Linked DNA regions of Mus musculus: all the other regions are linked to region 1. The links are chromatin contacts, called in public ChIA-PET and promoter capture Hi-C maps. All regions are on one chromosome and are shown on one strand. Each heading gives the region's core, a stretch centred on a gene start, on an enhancer-like site or on the middle of the called end of the contact. The rest is flanking DNA. Distances are from core to core; before and after follow the strand shown.

Region 1 (3,422 bases), core at 562-3,061:
GTGAGCTGGACAAGGGCTGTACTGCTGAGTTATATGCCCAGCATCTCACTGGGATCCTAGGTAGCTGCTGTACTATTGAGTCACATCCCACACAGAAAGCATGAGTCTAGGCAAGAGACACCCCTCCTCCACCCCCCAGCCTTTTACTGTAGGAGTCTAGGCAAGTGCTCTACTGCAGAATCGCACCCCTGGCCAGTCACTGGGGGCTTCCAGAAAGATGTGAGTGATGTCCCCGGGCCCTAACTGTGGGGTGATAATAAATGACGTTTCCACAAACGTTTACGGATCCCTCAACTCTAGTCTCAGTAAATCTCTAAGACTGGACATCATTCTCTAGGTGGCACTTGCTCACAGGAGGATGACAGGCGTTTCAGATTTGGCTTCTAGGTCCCTGAGCCCATGCTATCTCCAGAACCCGTGCCAATAGAGTTGAAATTACTGCTTTGATGGAACCTGGCGGAGACATGCACGGGGATTGTAGGTGGGGAAGAGCGGTTTCCTCTCTCCCTCTCAATTCTCTCTCCCCTCTTCGTAGTTCTCCCTTCTCTCGTGGAATGGTTCTACTTATGTATGCCTGTGTGTATGTATGTATGTATGTATGTATGTATGTATGTATGTGTAACTCAGACTTGCCTCAAACTCAGTACATAGACAAGAGTGACCCTGAACTGCTGACCTCCTGGCTCCCCCTCCTAAGTCCTGAGATTGTGAGCATGCTCCCCACTTCCTTCTTTTTTTTTCTTTCCTCTGCAATAGAACTTCCTGCAGCACAGACGGGCCCCAGATTCACCCACCGTGAAGCTGAGGCTCAACTTCAATTCCAGGTGCTCATGCCAGAGACTGGCTTGTGCTGGGTTAATAAGCACGTGTCACTCTTTCTGGCTTCTATGGTGCTAAGTGACGCTCTGGGTCAGGCATTCTAGCAGCTGAGTTCCATCCCCAACCTTTCTTTTTTAAAAAATTTAAACTCCGAGACAGGATGTTGCTCTGCAGCCCAGATAGCTCTTGAATTCTGTCCTGCCTTGGCCTCTCGAGTCTCAGGATAATAGCTATGAATCACCTTGCCTGGCTTCAGGGCAGGGTGCAAAGGGAGGTTGAGAAAGGATTTTGTCCTGTAATACATTTTGGCCTGGAACTCACGAAGCAACCTAGAATGGTTTCAAACTCCTGGCAATCCTCCTGCCACAGCCCTCTGAGATATTATAGTGGTTAAGTCATCGCACCTTCTTTCATTTATACATCTTTATTTTCAGACAGGGACTCATGCTGTCCAGAGTGTCCTTAAACTCCCCCTTGTAGCCAAGGACGGCCTTGAAGTTCTGATCCTCTTGCCTTGTATGACCTCAGTATTGGGATTCGAGCTATGTACCACCATATCCAGTTGATGCTGGGGATGGAACCCAAGGCTTCACGCCTACTCTCCCGACTGAGCTCCATCCTCAGCCCTCACTAATACTTTTCTGTGGTACGGAATACTGTGCAAATTGACTTGTGTGCTTGACAGCTGCGTCAAGCAATGGCCAGGCAGTGCAGGGGACTTTTTAGGAACACTATTTTTTGTTTGTCCCTGCCCTGTTTCAGGGATGAAGGTCTTCTTGGACATGTGAGGGTCCCGGAACAAGTCCTGGCTCCCCTCCAGTTAGGCCACCGGCTCTGTTACTCCAGCCACAAACTGCCCGTGTAGGCAGCAGCAGGGTATAAGCCCTTTTTGCGAGTTCGACAAACGCTGGCCCCGGATGTCAGACCCCACCCCGCAGCTCCTGGCTGCCCCGCGGGCTCTCTCTCAAGCCCCGCCTCCCCCCGGAACCGACAAATCAGAGAGGCGGACACATCGCGCGGCCCGGCTGCGGGTAGCCTATGGCGGCGTGCGTGAGATCCCGCGGCCACGCGGCGGCGGGAGGCAGGAGCTGAGGCGGCGACCGCGGCCAGTCGCTGCTGAGGCGGCCGCGGGTGCGCTTCTCGGCGGGGCCGGGCAGGGCCGTCGCCTGGCGGTGAGGACGCGCTCCCGGGGCGGGCGCTATGGCCACCAACTAGGGCGGCCGGAGAAGCGGCCGAAGCCCAAGATGCCGGAGCGACGGCACGGCTGCGCCTCCGCCATCGTAGGTAAGCGGCGCCGCTCTCCGGGCGCCGAGCCCGGGACGCCTCCATCCTTCATCCCGCCTGCCCCTTCCCCCATCCCCCGGGCCGCCCGGCGCCTCCCGCTCCTTTCGCCTAGCAGTCCCGGTCGCTACTGCCATGTCTGCCCAGCAGGCATTCGGCTCTCCACTCACCGGATCCCGACTCACCTGCGCACGCACGCTCACTGTGATATCCCTAGCCTTGATGGAGACCGTCATCCCGTTTTTTTGAGGATTCCCCCACCCCCATCCCCATGAGACATCTCACTGTTTACCCCAGGCTGGCTATGAATTCAGAGTAACCCTTGCTGGCTTTGAACTCGATTTAGCCTGTAGCCCACATCGTCTTCGAACTCCCTGTGTATAGCCTAAGCTGGCCTCAAACTTAACTTTGTATCCCAGGCTGACCTCAGAATCACCATCTAGCCCAGGTTGGCCTCAGGTTCATCATGTAGATCAGGCTGGTGGTGGTCGTCTCGTCTCAACAAGGGATGACAGGCGTGGGCCACCGTGAGTCCCTTTTTCCATGTCAGTTGCTGACTCCCTTCATGGAATGGTGCATACCCTTTTAATTTGGAGACCCTTTTATATCCTGTTCACCTCCTCTGGCTTTAATCAGCCGCCACCTTTTCCTTTTCGTCCTCTCTTGACACTTGACACTTGGGACATTTACCATGCTCCTTATGCCAGTTCCATAATTATAATTATTACTATTAATATATATATATATAATGCATGCATGTATGTATGTGCACGATGCGTGCGCTTAAGTGCCTGAGGAGGCCAGAAGAGGGCGCTGGGTACCTGGGAGCTGGAGTTAGAGGTGGGTGGGAGTCACCGCGTGGGTACTGGCAATTGAACTCCAGTCCTCTGCAAGAGCAGCAAGTGCTCTAAATCCCTGAGCGCTGGACTCCAGCCACCCCGCACTCTCACATGAGTCAGGGCCACAAACTCGTTCTAGACTGGCCAGCGCTGACTATAGTCTTGAACTCAAAGCAGTTCTGCCTCAGCCTCCCAGTTGTTGGGATGACAAGTATGGACCACTATGCAAATTGAGTGCCGTGCTTTAAACAGCGCTGGAGACAAGCAGATAGCCCAGGGGTAAAGGCTTGTGCTGCCAAACCTGACTACCTGAGTTAGAGCCTGCAAACCCAGAACATGGTAGAAGGAGAGAACTGGTTTCTGCAAGTTGTCTTCTGACCTCCACAGGAACCACAGCATCAGACACTCAGACCGTAATAAATATGTGAGATATGTCTACAAATAAGCATCATAGTTTGTCCTTAGGTTAGCTGTTCCCATAAT
Region 2 (3,422 bases), core at 358-2,857, 230 kb before region 1:
TGATGCAGCCTGTGATCCTTTCAGAACTGAGGCAACAGGACCGCAGCCTGGATGCTGTCTTGCGCTGTAGTATAGAAAATTCTTATCTTTTGAAAAGGAAAAAAAAATATGGTCTCAATTGGCCCATGTTTTCTGTTTTAGAATTGGTAGGGTTCATAAAATATATGAAAAAAGCCTTTGGTGCTCTTGGTTATTTGCAGGTGAGCCGATGGTGGCTGCAGAGATGGGTGTGTGGGATAACTACTGTGTGAAGAAGCAGCTGCTACACTCCTGGTGAGTGTACACGATCATGGCGGCTCGCGGGCGGGCGGCAGACACAGCAGTTTGGGTTGATAGCTCATCTGTCCTCTCTTCCTCCTTTTCAGTACTGTGATCGCCACCAACATTCTCCTGGTCGACGAGATCATGCGAGCTGGGATGTCCTCTCTGAAGGGTTGAGGCCTGCCTGTGATACTACAGGATGTTGGGGGGAATGGTTATTTTTGTCCAAGCTTCAAGTGATTTGGAAAAAAATTTTCTCTTCCTGATTGGAGAAAAGAAACGGGACATTTGACACCTATTCAAATTATACTGTAAAATTTTATTTTATTTTTGCCTTGAGTATCTGAAGACACTCAAAGCAGCTCTTTTTCAACCCACTGAACAAGATGTTTTAGCTACACCGATACAAAAATTACATAAGATAAGCATGTTGTCTACCCTTGTTCCGTAAGTGTTCTTTGAAAGTTTGTAATGGTTTTCTCCTAAATAAGGCATGGTGACACATGCCTGTAAGCCTAGCCCTTTGGAAATAGTCCGGAATTTCTATGCCAACTCAGGCTACAGGAGACCCCAGGTCGAAAGAATAATTTGTTGTGGATGTATTTGAAATTATCCAGCCAACTCCCTGTTAAACATGTAAGATCCTTGCCAGTGTAAAACACATCTGGGTAATTTATGGGTTTCATAATGTCTAATAAATACTTAAAGAGTGAAGCTACTGGATCATTCACACTTGAAATGACTGAAAATGCTTCAGAAAAGCTAATAAAGCCAAGTTACTCCGTGGAGGCTGGAAGGTCAGAACTCTGCCACCCAACTTCCAGACATGGGAACACAAGAGGCTGAGAGAGTTACACATTTAACAGCCAAAAGGACGGTTGTTGAAGAATAAGGGTTTGGGTGAAACAAGATTTTTTAGGCTATTTTCTATCTTGGTTTTGCATCATACCTGTAACAGCTTATCTCTTTGGTTTTCATGTACTTGATTTTATGTGTGATACTTGGGGAGAGGGGCTGGCTCCGTATTCCACAGTGAGTGAGTGAACAGCTCAACTGAATAGAGGAAAATATCTGGGTGGAGAGTTGGCTCAGCTACGTACTACTGGTTCTCACAGACAGGCAGTTAGTGCCCAGCACCGTGGGCAACTTCTAGCCAGCTGAGACTGCAGCACATTGGACCTGCAAGGGTGTTAACATCACACAAAAGCAGTCAGATAAAATCAGAGTAGGATGGGTGTGGGCCTGTGTTCATTCATGGGCGGGCCTGACAGGCAAGCTCCCAAGGAGCGCCCTGCCATTGGTCACTGAGTCAGTGCGAGTGCGCAGGCGCGAAGAAGCGCCCGAGCAGACGCATGCGCTCTGAGTTCTGGTTCCCCAGCATGGGTTCCTTGCTCCCTCCGGTGTTGCTGCTGTGGCTCCTGTCCTGCCCCAGGCTTCAGCTAGGTCAGTGTGTGGCTCTGTGCCTATATCACCCTTATCCTTGAACACCTGAAAGTGACTGTATCCTGCGCTCTAGATGCTACCCTAACCTCGGAGGGGGTTTGCAGGGTCTCGGGCTACTTGCTGGGGCTGGCCATCATGAAACTGCACTTTTTCTTTTTTTTTTTCTTTTTTTGAAGCAGGGTCTCTTCTGGTATTCAGCCCTGTCTGGGGCGTTGGGAGTAAGGCATTCTGATTTTCCTTTTCTCCATTTCCATGTCTTGAGCTGGTGCACTCGTGTGACTCGTAGCTTTTATTTGTAGAAAGCTTTGAAAGTTAAAGATACGCTTAAGTCACATACATAGTAATCGGATACTCAAAATGTTGTTTAAATGCACCTTTTATCTCTAGTTACTTTTGGATTCAGTTTTTCTTAGGATATTTTATGTGTATGAGTGTTTTGCAACCTCGTATATAGGTGCACCACGAGGGTGTCTGGTGCCGGCGGAGGTCAGGTTGGATCCCTACAACAGAAGAAACATGGTTATAAACCACTGCTTGGGTGCTGGAGACTGAAAACGGAGCGTCTTCGAGAGCAACAGGAGCTCTTATATACTAATATCCTATTTTATTTTATACTTGAGGCAGAGGCTCAACTATGTCGCCTTGTCTGGCCTGGAACATAGACCAGGCTAACCTCAAATTCATAGAGATTCAAGCACTCTCTCAGCTAAGCTACGGCGCAGAGGCCCCTTGTTTAGGGGTTTGGTTTTTTTTTTTGGGGGGGGGTGAGGGTGGGTTATTTATTTATTTAATTATTTATTTATTTATTTTGGTATAAAGGTCTTGACTGTGTAGCCCTAGCTTGTCTTGAGCTTGTGATCTCCAGCGACAGCTTCTTTAGAATTGGGATTATAAGGCATAAAATATGGTCTTAGATTGTAGTTTGTTATGTGACAGAATCTCACTATGTAGACCAGGCTGGCCTCAAATCACAAAGATCCATCAGTTTCTGCCTCTGTATGCTGGGGCTTAGAGGTGTCCACTTTTTATGTATGTGTTTGTGTGCCGTGAGTGTACAGATACTGGCAAAGGACAGAAGATTTAACCTGGTCCTTAAAAAAAATTTAATTTTGGCTTTTAGAGACAGAGTTTCTCTGTGTATCCTTGGCTGTCCTGGACTCATTCTGTAGACCAGACAGGGCTCAAACTCAGAGAAATGCCTGCCTCTACCTTCCAAGTGCTGGGATTAAAGGGCCACCACTGCTCAACCCTAAAAATATTTTTTAAAATGTTAGTTTGTTAAATTACAATCAAACTACAGTTTATATTGCAGCTTGATATTTCATTCCCCTTTAATTTGAGATCTCCCTACTCACTCGGTTTTTTTTGCCCTCTCGGGATTATTCTTGAGATGGGTAGAATTGTATCAGAATGAGAAGAGGGTTAAATATAAGACCCTGAAAAGCAGGGTCTGGTTGCTTATACACCTTTAATCTCTTGAGAGGCAAAGGTAGGTAGATCTCTGTGACTGCCAAGCAAGGCTAGTCCATCTATATAGTGATTTCTTTTCAGGCCAGCCCAGGGTTGGAGTGGGGTGGGAGTAGGGTGACCTTGTCATCAAAAACTAAAATAAGGGAAAAAAGCAACTAATTTTAAAATGAGAAGCTAGGGTCGAGCACCACATAGCATATGTGAGACCCTGGTTTCAATTCCCTGTGACACACACATCAAGTTCTTGA
Region 3 (3,422 bases), core at 348-2,847, 200 kb before region 1:
GTCCTGGAGCAGAGTGGACAACACTGTAAGGTTTTTTTTGTTTTTTTTTTGTTTTTTTCCTTTTGAGACAGGGTCTCACTATGTTGCCCTGGCTGGCCTAAAACTCATAGATAAATAGATCTTTGTGCCTCTGCATTCCTAGTGCTGTCATCAAAGGCATGTGTCTCCATGCCTGGCATGAGTCGGTTACTCTTATTTCTACTTTGCTTTAAAAAAAAAATTTAATTTTATGTGTCATGGTATCTGTGTGAAGGTGTCGGATCCCCTGGAACTGGAGCCGAGGGCAGTAATGAGCTGCCACGTGGGGGCTGGGATTGAACCCAGGTCCTCTGGAAGAGCAGCCAGTGTTCTTAACCACCGAGCCATCTCTCCAGCCCGTCTTATTTTTATCTTTAGGTGCTAGGGATAAAACCCAGGGTGTTGAGTATGCTAGGCAAGCACTCTGCCACTGACTGAGCTGAGCTATGCCCCACCCCCACCGCCACCGCACCACATCCCCCACAGCCCTGAGTCAGGGTGCTCAATCTTGGATGTGGAGAAGCTAAGCTGGCCTATCTTGTTCCAGGGACATAGAGGCTCCTACCAGGAAACTGAATTCCTGCTCCAGACCCAGGGTTTGAGAAAGGCAGAAAAATCACCCAGCAATAGGAAGAGGCAAGCAGGCAAAGGGTACATGCTTCATGTCCACTTCCAAGAAAGCTTGGTCTCCCAAGGGGCCCAATTTGCTGACCAGCCAAGCGGCAGTGCTGGCTGCCTCAAGCTGGCCTTTGCAGGAAGCCTGGTGTCCAGCGACTGGGTGCCTGGTTACCAGAAGAAGGTTTAGAATAACAACTGTCTCCTTTGCCAATAGCAGGAAACAGGCCTGTGTGCTGACCCTATCAACAGCCAACAGAGCCTGAAGGTGTTAGTATGCCTTGAAAAACAAGCCTGTTTGCTGAAAGGCCATTCTAAAGGCCCAAGATGGGCATGTAATGCCCCTCACTTATTATCTAGGCACAGCAGATCCCTTGCGTGATTGAGTTCAGAGCAATTCTTGGCTCACACCAGGATGCCAGCCTGAGCCAGGCTGGTCAAATTCTGGCTGTGTTTACCCTTTCTGATAATATACGTGTGTCCATCTCCCTGTTCTTAAGGCCTGACTTGAGCCAACCATGGATCTGGATTTACTGTTTCATTATCCCCTGACACTTGTTCCAAGACTCCCTAGGGGTGTGGAGGTGTTCTAAATGAGAATAGATAGTCTAATGTTTTGGAATTTGATATCCCAGAAAGCTAATCAGAGAACACAACCGATCCATGATCTGTAGGTAACTGCCTGACAGGTGCTCTGAGAATCCGTGCTCTCCCAGGATTAAGGGGAAATGGGTCAAACAGACCTGGAAGGGGTTCCTGTCTTTGCCTCACAACCCCATTGCTCCCATCTACTGCCTGGCTACTCACCGTGAGGTCCTTGTAGGCCCTTGAATGGAAGTGACAAGAATTCCAAAGGTCCTGGAGCCCTTGGGAGACAGCAGACCACAAAGGGCTGAAGCTGTGTCCTGAGCAGACACTTATTGGAGTTGCTGTCTTGCTCCTCTTGCGGAACTTTGGTACTTGGTGATGGAAGGCTGGCCTGCCAAAAATAAATCACAACTGCAAACCTGGGATGCAGGCCAAGGTCCAGCAGGGCTAGGCCTGGGGCAGAACTACATCAGGGGTGACACCTGGCGGAGCCTGGGGAAAGCACATGTGGCAGGGATAAAGCAAATGGCTCAGAGGAGACAAAGCCTTTTGGTTTTTTTTAAATATTGGCTTTTGCTGAGCCAATGTGTTGGAGAACACTTAGGAGGCAGAGGCAGGTAGATCTTTTGAGTTTGAGTGATTTCCACAACAGCCAGAGTTAGACATAGAAACCTGGTCTGGAGAAACCAAAGACAAACAAGCAAACTTTTAATTATGTGTATGAGTGTGTATTTCTTAGTTAGGGCTTTACTGCTGTGAACAGACACCATGATCAAGGCAACTTTTTTTTCTCTACCCCCTCTCCCCTCCCACACCTCCTAATAGTGCCACTCCCCAGACCAAGCATATACAAACCATCACAGCATATCTATCTGTATGTGGATATGAGTATTAGTGCCTGCCCAAGCCAGGTGTTGGGTTTTTCTGCAGCTGGAATTATAGCTGGTTGTTTGCTACATGGGTGCTGGAGATCGAATTCTGGAAAAGCAGTTTATGATCTTAAGGAATGAGCCAGGTTCTCTAGCCCTGTTTTTTTTGCGATTTTATGTGTATGAGTCTTTTGCTGGCAGTATGTATCTGTAATACAGGAATGTCTTATATGCTCAGACATCAGCGAGGGCATTAGACCCCCCCCCCCAGAACTGGAGTTACAGACCATTATAGCCACTATGAGTATGGAAAACTGAACTCAGGTCCTCTGAAAGAGTAGCAAGTGCTCTTCACATGAGCCATGCATCTCTCCAGCCTGGCAACACCAGCTTTGAAAGGAATACATTGTTATTTTTTGAAGACAAGAGTCTTTTATTTGGAGATAGGGTTTCTCTGTATAGTCCTGGCTGTATTGGAATTCACTCTGTAGACCAGGGTGGCCTTGAACTCAGAAATTTGCCTGCCTCCTCTGCCTCCCAAGTGCTGGGATTAAACTCGTGTGCTACCATTGCCCAGTGAAGACAAGACTCTTATTACACAACTCTGACGACCCAGAAACCGTGCAGACCAAGAGGCCTCCACACTTGCACTCCTGCTTCTGCTTGTGTGTTGGCACTATAGGGTGCAACACCAAGCATGACTTTTTTTTTTTAAGTTTTTTATTTTATGTATGTGAGTACACTGTAGCTGTCTTTAGACATACCAGAGGAGGGCATCGGATGCCATTACAGATGGTTTGTGAGCCACCATGTAGTTGCTGGGAATTGAACTCCATGTTTTTGTTGTTGATGTTTGGCTGGTTTTTGTGTGGGACAGGGTTCTCTGTGTAGCCCCAGCTGTCCTGGAGCTCACCCTGTAGACCCGGCCAGCCTCAGACTCTCAGGGATCCACCGGCTGTGATCCCAGAGCTGTGATTAAGTGTGCACTACCACGCCTGGCTACAGGATGGTTTTTAACTGGGTATGGTGGCACAAGCCTCTAATCCCAGCACTTGGGAGGCTGAGGCAGGATAGGCCATTTACACAGATCTGGACTATATAGGGAGACCCAACGGCTTGCGTACGCTGCCTCCATGCAGACACGCAGTGTCACGTGGCCATCGGAGGTCTCAGTAATGTCTACCTGCTTACCACTTACTTAGCTACTTGGTTTGTTGGCATGGCTGAAGACAGGACTCAAGCCTGGTGAATACTAGACAAGCCTGCTGCAGCTGAGTATCACACCAGCTCCCTGACACATCACAATTAGCATGTGATCAAAGTTAAAAAATA
Region 4 (3,422 bases), core at 391-2,890, 180 kb before region 1:
TTTTCCTTCACTGGCTATGCTTTGATTGTACTGATGTCCCTCCCCACTGCAGCAGTATTTCCAATCATGCACTCCCCAGGGGAAAATGATTCCCCCCTGGGGTGGATTTTTATCTGTGAGAATACACTTCTCCTGCTCCCACCCCGTGCTATAAGGGCATACGTGGGATAGGAAGAATCACACCTATTTTATTCAGAAAGTCTCTAAAGTCTTCTAATAGGATTAAGAGATCAGGGAGCTCTACCTGTGGAGGCTCCCCATATCTGCTAGACCCCGCCTCAGCAGCAGTCACAACCTGCCCCTCATTGGTTGTGGGGATGAAAAGGGAGATTTCTAAAATAGCTGGCTCACTAGCCAAACACTATACAACAAAGATATTGACAGAAATTAACCGAGAAATTAGAGAGTTAAGAATGACAATCCTACAAAATAGAGCTACCGTAGTCTTTCAGTTGATCACACATAATCTTGGATGTCAACAGTTCCCTGAAATGTGTTAACATATCAGATTTCTCTAACACCATCGATAACCTAATCGATAACTTACATTGAGAAATAATATCTCCAAGGCACATGTTGATTGGCCCTCCTGGCTAAGATGTTTCTCACCCTTCATTGGCCCCCTGATGGTTCTACTATCAATCATAATACTTGCGCTCTGTGTTTTTGGTGCAATATTAACCTAATCACCCTCCAGATACTCAATACCAGAATCCTGTTCCCCCGACTACAACATCAAGCAATGCTTGCTCTCTTGTCAAAGATTTGAAAGAGTTAATCAGGCCAAGATGAGACTATGAGACCATAAATCAAAGGGTGCAATGTGTCAAACCCATATACCTTCGAAATTAAGGACCACATTGTATTAAGTACCCATACCTTGCAAATTAAGGAACCCAGTGTGTTAAGCCCCTATACTTACGAAACTAGGGTTCTATCTAAGTTTGCTTCCTAAATCTGATGTAATCTGGGGGGGGGGGGGGAAAGACCTCATTTATATGATATATATCCTTGTCTTCCTGTTTCATTGTATTTTTCTAACAATCTCTAACAGTCAATACTCTAGGCCCTGTAAACATGCTTACATCTGTTTTCTATTAATCTTTTATCGCTCCGCCATAAAAGGAATCCCAAAAGGCCAGTAAGGGCCTGTTCTCTAAAATCCCAACTTAGGATAAAACAGCCGGATATCCAGTCCTGATGCTGGATGCACCTCTAAAATAAAGCTTGCTTTTGATTAGACAATAGAGTTTAGTCTTCATCCACTCAATTTTCAGGTTTAACACGTGTTAACACAGTGGGCGTGGCAGCACATGCGGGTAATTCACTTGAGATGCCAGTTCACTTGAGATGCTGAGGCAGAAGGGTCTCAAAATCAAAGGGCAGCCTGGCAGTGGAGGAATCCAGTGGTCCATCGAAAGAAAAAAACTAACCATACATCTCAGAACCGAAGGACAAGATTTGAGAGAGCAACCTCAGGAACTTCCCATTAGCTACAGCGCCTCGTCGCCAAGCAACTTCCCGGCGTGGTACGCAGTGGCACCGCATTGCCAGTTACTGATGTCTGGTTCGTCCAATAACTTTCAGCGATCGTGCTTCTCCTGGGCTCTAATTGGCTACGTGCGGAGGTTCCACCTCCCACCTTCCTCCCTCCTTGCTGGACGCCCGTGGGCGTTCCCGAGTTTGTTGTGTCTGGACGCTTAAGGTGCAGACACCGAGGATGCCACGTGGAAGCCGAATCCGCACTTCCCGCGTGACCCTTCTGGCCGGGTGAGACCCTCGGGACTGGGGACAAAGCGCGGGCGGCCAGGACGAGGTTCTGTAGCTTAAGAGCTGCGAAGCCGAGGGTGAGATGGAGGGAGCCGAAAGGGATCCGCTACCAGGGGAGGACTCCCGGAGAACGGGGACACGCTCTGTGCACTCCGGGAGAGGACTCTGAAATGTGACATTTTCCCTAGACAGGTTGGGGGAAGGGCTGTCGAGGGCATAGTCTAAGAGGAGGTGAGGAAAGAATGAATGGTGATAGGTGTCAAGCTCTTGGGGGTGTTTTTTTGTTTTGTTTTGTTTTGTTCTTACTGTGTTTTTGATTCTGTCAGGCTAGCTTTGGACTTCATAAGTCCTGGATAGCCTTCCTTGATTTTCCTGACTCTGCTTCTCTGGGGATGGGATTACAGAGTTTAAAGGTTTATAGAAGGGGGGAAAAAAAGGATAAAAGAAAATTACTCGTTATTTGTGTGTGGAGGTTCGAGAATTTTAGAATTCTCTCTTTCCACCTTTTGGGTCCAGGATAGCTAACCCTTAGTTGTAATTACGCTACTACAAGGGGTATCAACATTCCTAATGCTGCGATCCTTTTGTTGTTGTGGTGGTGACCCCTGATCATTAAAAAAAATTTTTTTTTTTGCTACATTGTAACTGTAATTTTGTAAGTTTGGTCTTAGGCGAGCCCTGTGAAAGGGTCCTGACCCACAAGTTGAGAACTGCTGCTCCATTGAGCCATCTCCTGTCCACACGAAGTAGGAAATTCTTGACAGCATCAAGATTCCAGATGTCCCATCTGGGAGCCTGTGTGAAGGTCACAGGGCACTTTATGGGAGTTGGTTGTTGATCTTTCTAAGGCTCAAACTCAGGTTGTCAGCAGTGGGTTGCAAGGACACTCTACTTCAGCACCAGCATCCCCCTCTCCCTCCCCCAGCCTGAAATGTTAATTCAGATGTTAACTAGGCTAGGGAGACCCCTTGGTCTAAACCTGTGGGTTGCTACTCCTTCGGCTCCAAAAAATGTTTACCTGATGGTTTATTTATTTATTAAATTTATTTATTGTTATATGGAAGTACACTGTAGCTGTCTTCAGACACACCAGAAGAGGGCGTCAGATCTCATTATGGGTGGTTGTGAGCCACCATGTGTTTGCTGGGATTTGAACTCCGGACCTTCGGAAGAGCAGTCAGTGCTCTTAACCGCTGAGCCATCTCGCCAGCCCACATGATGGTTTATAACAGTAGCAAGATTACAGTTTTGAAATAGAAGGGAAAATGATTTTATATTTGGTCACTACAACATAAGGAACTGTAATAAAGGGATCATTATACCATCAGGAAGATTGAGACCCACTGGAGTCCATGGCAGTACCTGTCTGATATTTCTTCTTTAATACTATGACATTTTATTTGATACTGATATAGGAATAAAATGAAAACTGTTGGTTCACTCTGGAGTTCTTGTCCTGGAACTCACTACTTAGACAGGTATAGCATTGATTTGACAGAGATCCTCCTGCCTCTGCCTCCTGTGGCCTGAAATAGTCTGGTACACAAAGTAGCTGTTTAACATTGGAATAAATAAACCCTCAGGGGATCTTTCCAGCTTTGTCTGTCAGTGGGTACATATACATGAAGTGGGGGTGTCAGCCTTGAAAGGCC
Region 5 (3,422 bases), core at 267-2,766, 180 kb after region 1:
CGATAAGAAAGCAACCACGCCTGCGCGCCGTGACTTTTTACGCCCTCTAGTTCCACCCTCAAAGGAAGGCGGGTCGTTCTGTGATGACGTCATTTACAGGCGCCAGTTACGCCTACCTATTATGGGTGAGTAATGTTTATTATCTGGGTGGAAACATGATATTTTGGTTGAATAGTTCTGCAGAGTTCAGAGGCTGCGCTCATTTTAAATTTAAAAAAAAATTTTTTTTGATTTATTTATTATATGTAAGTACACTGTAGCTGTCCTCAGATACTCCAGAAAAGGCATCAGATTTCGTTACGGATGGTTGTGAGCCACCATGTGGTTGTTGGGATTTGAACTCGGGACCTTAGGAAGAGCAGTCGGCGCTCTTAACCACTGAGCCATCTCGCCAGCCCTATTTTTTTTTTTTTAAGATTTACTTTTTAAAAGATTTATTTATTTATTTTATGTATATGAATACACGGTAGCTGTCTTCAAACGCACCAGAAGAGGGCATCAGATCCTATTACAGATGGTTGTGAGCTACCATGTGGTCCTGGGAATTGAACTCAGGACCTTTGGAAGAGCAGTCAGTGATATATATACACACATATATGTGTGTATATGTACACACATATATACACACACACATATATATATCTTTTTTTTTTTTTTTTTGAGACAGGGTTTCTCTGTGTAGCCCTGGCTGTTCTGGGACTCACTCTGTAGACCAGGCTGGCCTCGAACTCAGAAATCCGCCTGCCTCTGCCTCTCGAGTGCTGGGATTAAAATCGTGCGCCACCACGCCCGGCTATAACTTTTAAAAGAAGTAAATAAAAACTCTCTTGGCTTAGTCACCTATGCACATGGGAGTCAGAGGCAGGCTAATTGCGTTGTAAATTCGAAGCCATTTTGTTTTATATAGGCGAGTTACAGGCCATCCAGAGCTACACAGTGAGACTCTTTCTCCAAATAGTAGCTATCCTGAATCTCGTGATCATTTTGTTTCAGCCTCAAGAGCGCTGAAATACAGGTCTGTGTCATCAAGCTGAATTCCTTTTTTCCATTTATTGACTGATTGATTGAGGCAAGGTCTCTTTATAGCCCTGGCATACGTAGTCCTGGAGCTCACTACGCGGCGGAACAAGCTGTCCATTAACTAGGAACTCCCAGAGATCCGTCTGCCTGTGCCTCTGGAGTGCTAGGATTAATGGTCAGTCAGCAGCATGCCAGGTTGTCATTTATTTCTTGATAGTACTGCCCTCTGTCCTGCCCTTTCCCCTTCTGAGCCGAAGCGAGAAATAACAGTGGAGCAGGAAGCTCGCTTGCTTTTGCATCTCCCGCTCTGGACCGCGTTTCCCACAGGCCCGCCCCTTTCCACTCTGAGCCAATCCGAGAAGTACAGGAAGTGCTCTAGCATCTTTCCCAGGTTTAGAAGTGATGGCTTCTCTCTGGTCCCGCCTCTTTTCTATTTGAGCCTATCAGAGAGGAAGTTAGAGCTTCCGCTAGCTCCTTTTTTTTTTTTTTTTTTTCCTTCTGGGCCCGCCTCTGTCCCCTGCAGCCAACGCGGGCAGGTCTGCCGACTGCATGCATGGCTTCCCTGTCCCTGTAAACTCAATCCTCCTGTTCGCTGTCCCTCTCTCTTTGCGTTTGCCGGTTGACTTGCGTAGCTCGGGCCCCGCGGAGGATGGGTGAGTCTGGGCTGGCCAGGGTCTCGGGCGGGCAGAAGGCAACAGATTCCCCCTCCACCGAGGGCCTTAGGTTGCTACACTTGATGTGTTACTGTTTGTTTTTACTGTATCTTATTTTTTCTTCTTTCCTTTTATTTCTGTTTTCCTTTTAAAAGGGCCGTTTTATGTATCCCAAGTTAACTCAGAACTCACAGTGTAAGCTCAGGAAAATTTGGGACTCACTGTGTAGCCCCTGTGTGGATCTCAGCTTGTATAGCAACTAGTTCGGCATTCAGTGGATAGCCGAGGCTCACCTGGAACTCACTACCCAGGGGGATTAGGAAATTGCTCTGTAGTCTAAGCTGGCCTGGAACTCGGATGTAGCCCGGGTTAGTTTTAAAAAATAACGGGGGCTGGAGAGATGGCTCGGCGATTGAGAGCACTGTCTGCTCTTCCAGAGGTCCTGAGTTCAATTCCCAGCAACCACATTGTGGCTCACAGCCATCTGTATTGAGATCTGATGCCCTCTTCTGATGTGTCTGAAGACAGCTACAGTGTACTCATATACATTAAATAAATAATTAAAAAAAATTAACGGTGTTCCTCCCACCTCAGCCTAACTGAACGCACATATTAGCAGGAGGCTGTCGCTCCTGGGAGCTCTTAACTAGGTTTTTCCCTTTCTGAGCCTAAGGACCACGTTTCGATGGAAGTTGGTCTAACCTCAGGGGCGTCTGATGGTGGTAGCTCCTTATCCATGTTTTGGGACTTCTGGGTCTATTAAACAGCACCTGTAAACAATAAATTTCACCGGGCTGTGGTGGTGCACGCCTTTAATCCCAGCACTTGGGAGGCAGAGGCAGGCGGACTTCTGACAAGGCCAGCCTGGTCTACACAGAGAAACCCTGTCTCGAAAAACCAAACCAAACCAAACAAAACAAAACAAAACAAAAAAAAAAAACAAAACAAAACCAAAACCAAAAAAAAAAACCCAAAAAAACCAAAAACCAAACAAAAAACCAAAAACCAACAAAACAACAACAACAAAAAAACCCCAATAAATTTTAGATTTCAAGTCCTGTGAAAAAAATCTTCACCTTCTGTGTTTAAGGCTCTGGTTGAACACAAGTCAAGCTTGCGCTGGTGAAGTTGATTTGTGGTTAAAAACACTTGCTACTTTTCAGGAGGACTGGGCTTCACCTCTGGCCTCCAAGGTTCATCACGCCTCCATGTAACTGGAAGTAATACAAATAAACCCTTTTTAATGGTGGCACCTGCCTTTACTCCAAACACTTGGGAGGCAAAGGCAGGGGGCCAGCCTGGTCTTCCTAGAGAGTTCCAGGACAGCCATATCTATGTAGAGAGGCTCTTTGTCATAGAACAACAACAACAATAGCAACAACAAAAAAAGAGTCAGACACGGTGCCATTTGTACTCAGAGGCAAGAGGATTGTAAATTTGAGGGCGGGCCCGGTCTCCAAAATGAGACTTTGTGTCAACCAAAAAACTGACCCAGCCATCTACATTTCCTAGATCATGACATTGGCTTATAATCCCCCCCCCCCCCCCCCCCCCCCCCCCCCCCCCCCCGAGTCAGGGTTTTTCAGTATAGCCCTGGCTGTCCTGGAACTCACTCTGTAGATCAGGCTGGCCTCAAACTCAGAAATTCGCCTGCCTCTGCCTCATAATTCTTACAACATCAATGGGCATCTTTGTGTGTGGCCGCGTGTGTTGTTACATATGTGTGGTTTTAAACTCAGGTCCTCTGGA

Evidence for each region. ChIA-PET counts read pairs in DNA pulled down with a chosen protein or histone mark. Capture Hi-C pulls out chosen DNA fragments and counts their contacts.
Region 2: an RNA polymerase II ChIA-PET map of memory CD8 T cells shows a contact between it and region 1, with 97 read pairs. The contact joins the promoter of Sumf2 here to the promoter of Tpst1 in region 1. A contact is called at or near these places in 2 of 115 datasets of contacts at active chromatin or transcription factors (memory CD8 T cells and pancreatic cancer cells) and 2 of 9 other capture datasets (adipose tissue and liver).
Region 3: a contact with region 1 is called in a promoter capture Hi-C map of liver. The contact joins the promoter of Phkg1 here to the promoter of Tpst1 in region 1. A contact is called at or near these places in 2 of 39 promoter capture datasets (the C10 cell line and hematopoietic stem and progenitor cells), 1 of 484 Hi-C or Micro-C datasets (embryonic stem cells), 2 of 115 datasets of contacts at active chromatin or transcription factors (bone marrow-derived macrophages and pancreatic cancer cells) and 2 of 9 other capture datasets (adipose tissue and liver).
Region 4: a promoter capture Hi-C map of liver shows a contact between it and region 1. The contact joins the promoter of Zbed5 here to the promoter of Tpst1 in region 1. A contact is called at or near these places in 5 of 39 promoter capture datasets (the C10 cell line, the HPC-7 cell line, liver and 2 more), 1 of 484 Hi-C or Micro-C datasets (embryonic stem cells), 4 of 115 datasets of contacts at active chromatin or transcription factors (bone marrow-derived macrophages, embryonic stem cells, microglia and 1 more) and 2 of 9 other capture datasets (adipose tissue and liver).
Region 5: a contact with region 1 is called in an RNA polymerase II ChIA-PET map of memory CD8 T cells, with 332 read pairs. The contact joins the promoter of Tyw1 here to the promoter of Tpst1 in region 1. A contact is called at or near these places in 14 of 39 promoter capture datasets (the 3T3-L1 cell line, the C10 cell line, the HPC-7 cell line and 10 more), 6 of 484 Hi-C or Micro-C datasets (the G1E-ER4 cell line, the HL-1 cell line, Th1 cells and 1 more), 5 of 115 datasets of contacts at active chromatin or transcription factors (effector CD8 T cells, embryonic stem cells, large pre-B cells and 2 more) and 2 of 9 other capture datasets (adipose tissue and liver).

Annotation. Positions count from the first base shown.
Region 1 is chr5:130,077,559-130,080,980 of GRCm38.p6, forward strand. Tpst1 (protein-tyrosine sulfotransferase 1) reads left to right here and starts at 1,812. Exons shown (of 6, transcript NM_001130476.2): 1 at 1,812-2,103.
Region 2 is chr5:129,845,383-129,848,804 of GRCm38.p6, forward strand. Sumf2 (sulfatase modifying factor 2) reads left to right here and starts at 1,608. Exons shown (of 9, transcript NM_026445.2): 1 at 1,608-1,704. The coding sequence starts at 1,614. It overlaps Cct6a (chaperonin containing Tcp1, subunit 6a (zeta)), which reads left to right. Exons shown (of 13, transcript NM_009838.2): 12 at 201-273; 13 at 366-1,061. The coding sequence ends at 438.
Region 3 is chr5:129,877,491-129,880,912 of GRCm38.p6, forward strand. It overlaps Phkg1 (phosphorylase kinase gamma 1), which reads right to left and starts at 1,598. Exons shown (of 10, transcript NM_011079.3): 1 at 1,441-1,598.
Region 4 is chr5:129,894,083-129,897,504 of GRCm38.p6, forward strand. Zbed5 (zinc finger, BED type containing 5) reads left to right here and starts at 1,641. Exons shown (of 4, transcript NM_183088.2): 1 at 1,641-1,770. The coding sequence starts at 1,721.
Region 5 is chr5:130,255,521-130,258,942 of GRCm38.p6, forward strand. Tyw1 (tRNA-yW synthesizing protein 1 homolog (S. cerevisiae)) reads left to right here and starts at 1,517. Exons shown (of 16, transcript NM_001015876.2): 1 at 1,517-1,673; 2 at 3,413-3,422. The coding sequence starts at 1,670. It overlaps Sbds (SBDS ribosome maturation factor), which reads right to left and starts at 10. Exons shown (of 5, transcript NM_023248.2): 1 at 1-10.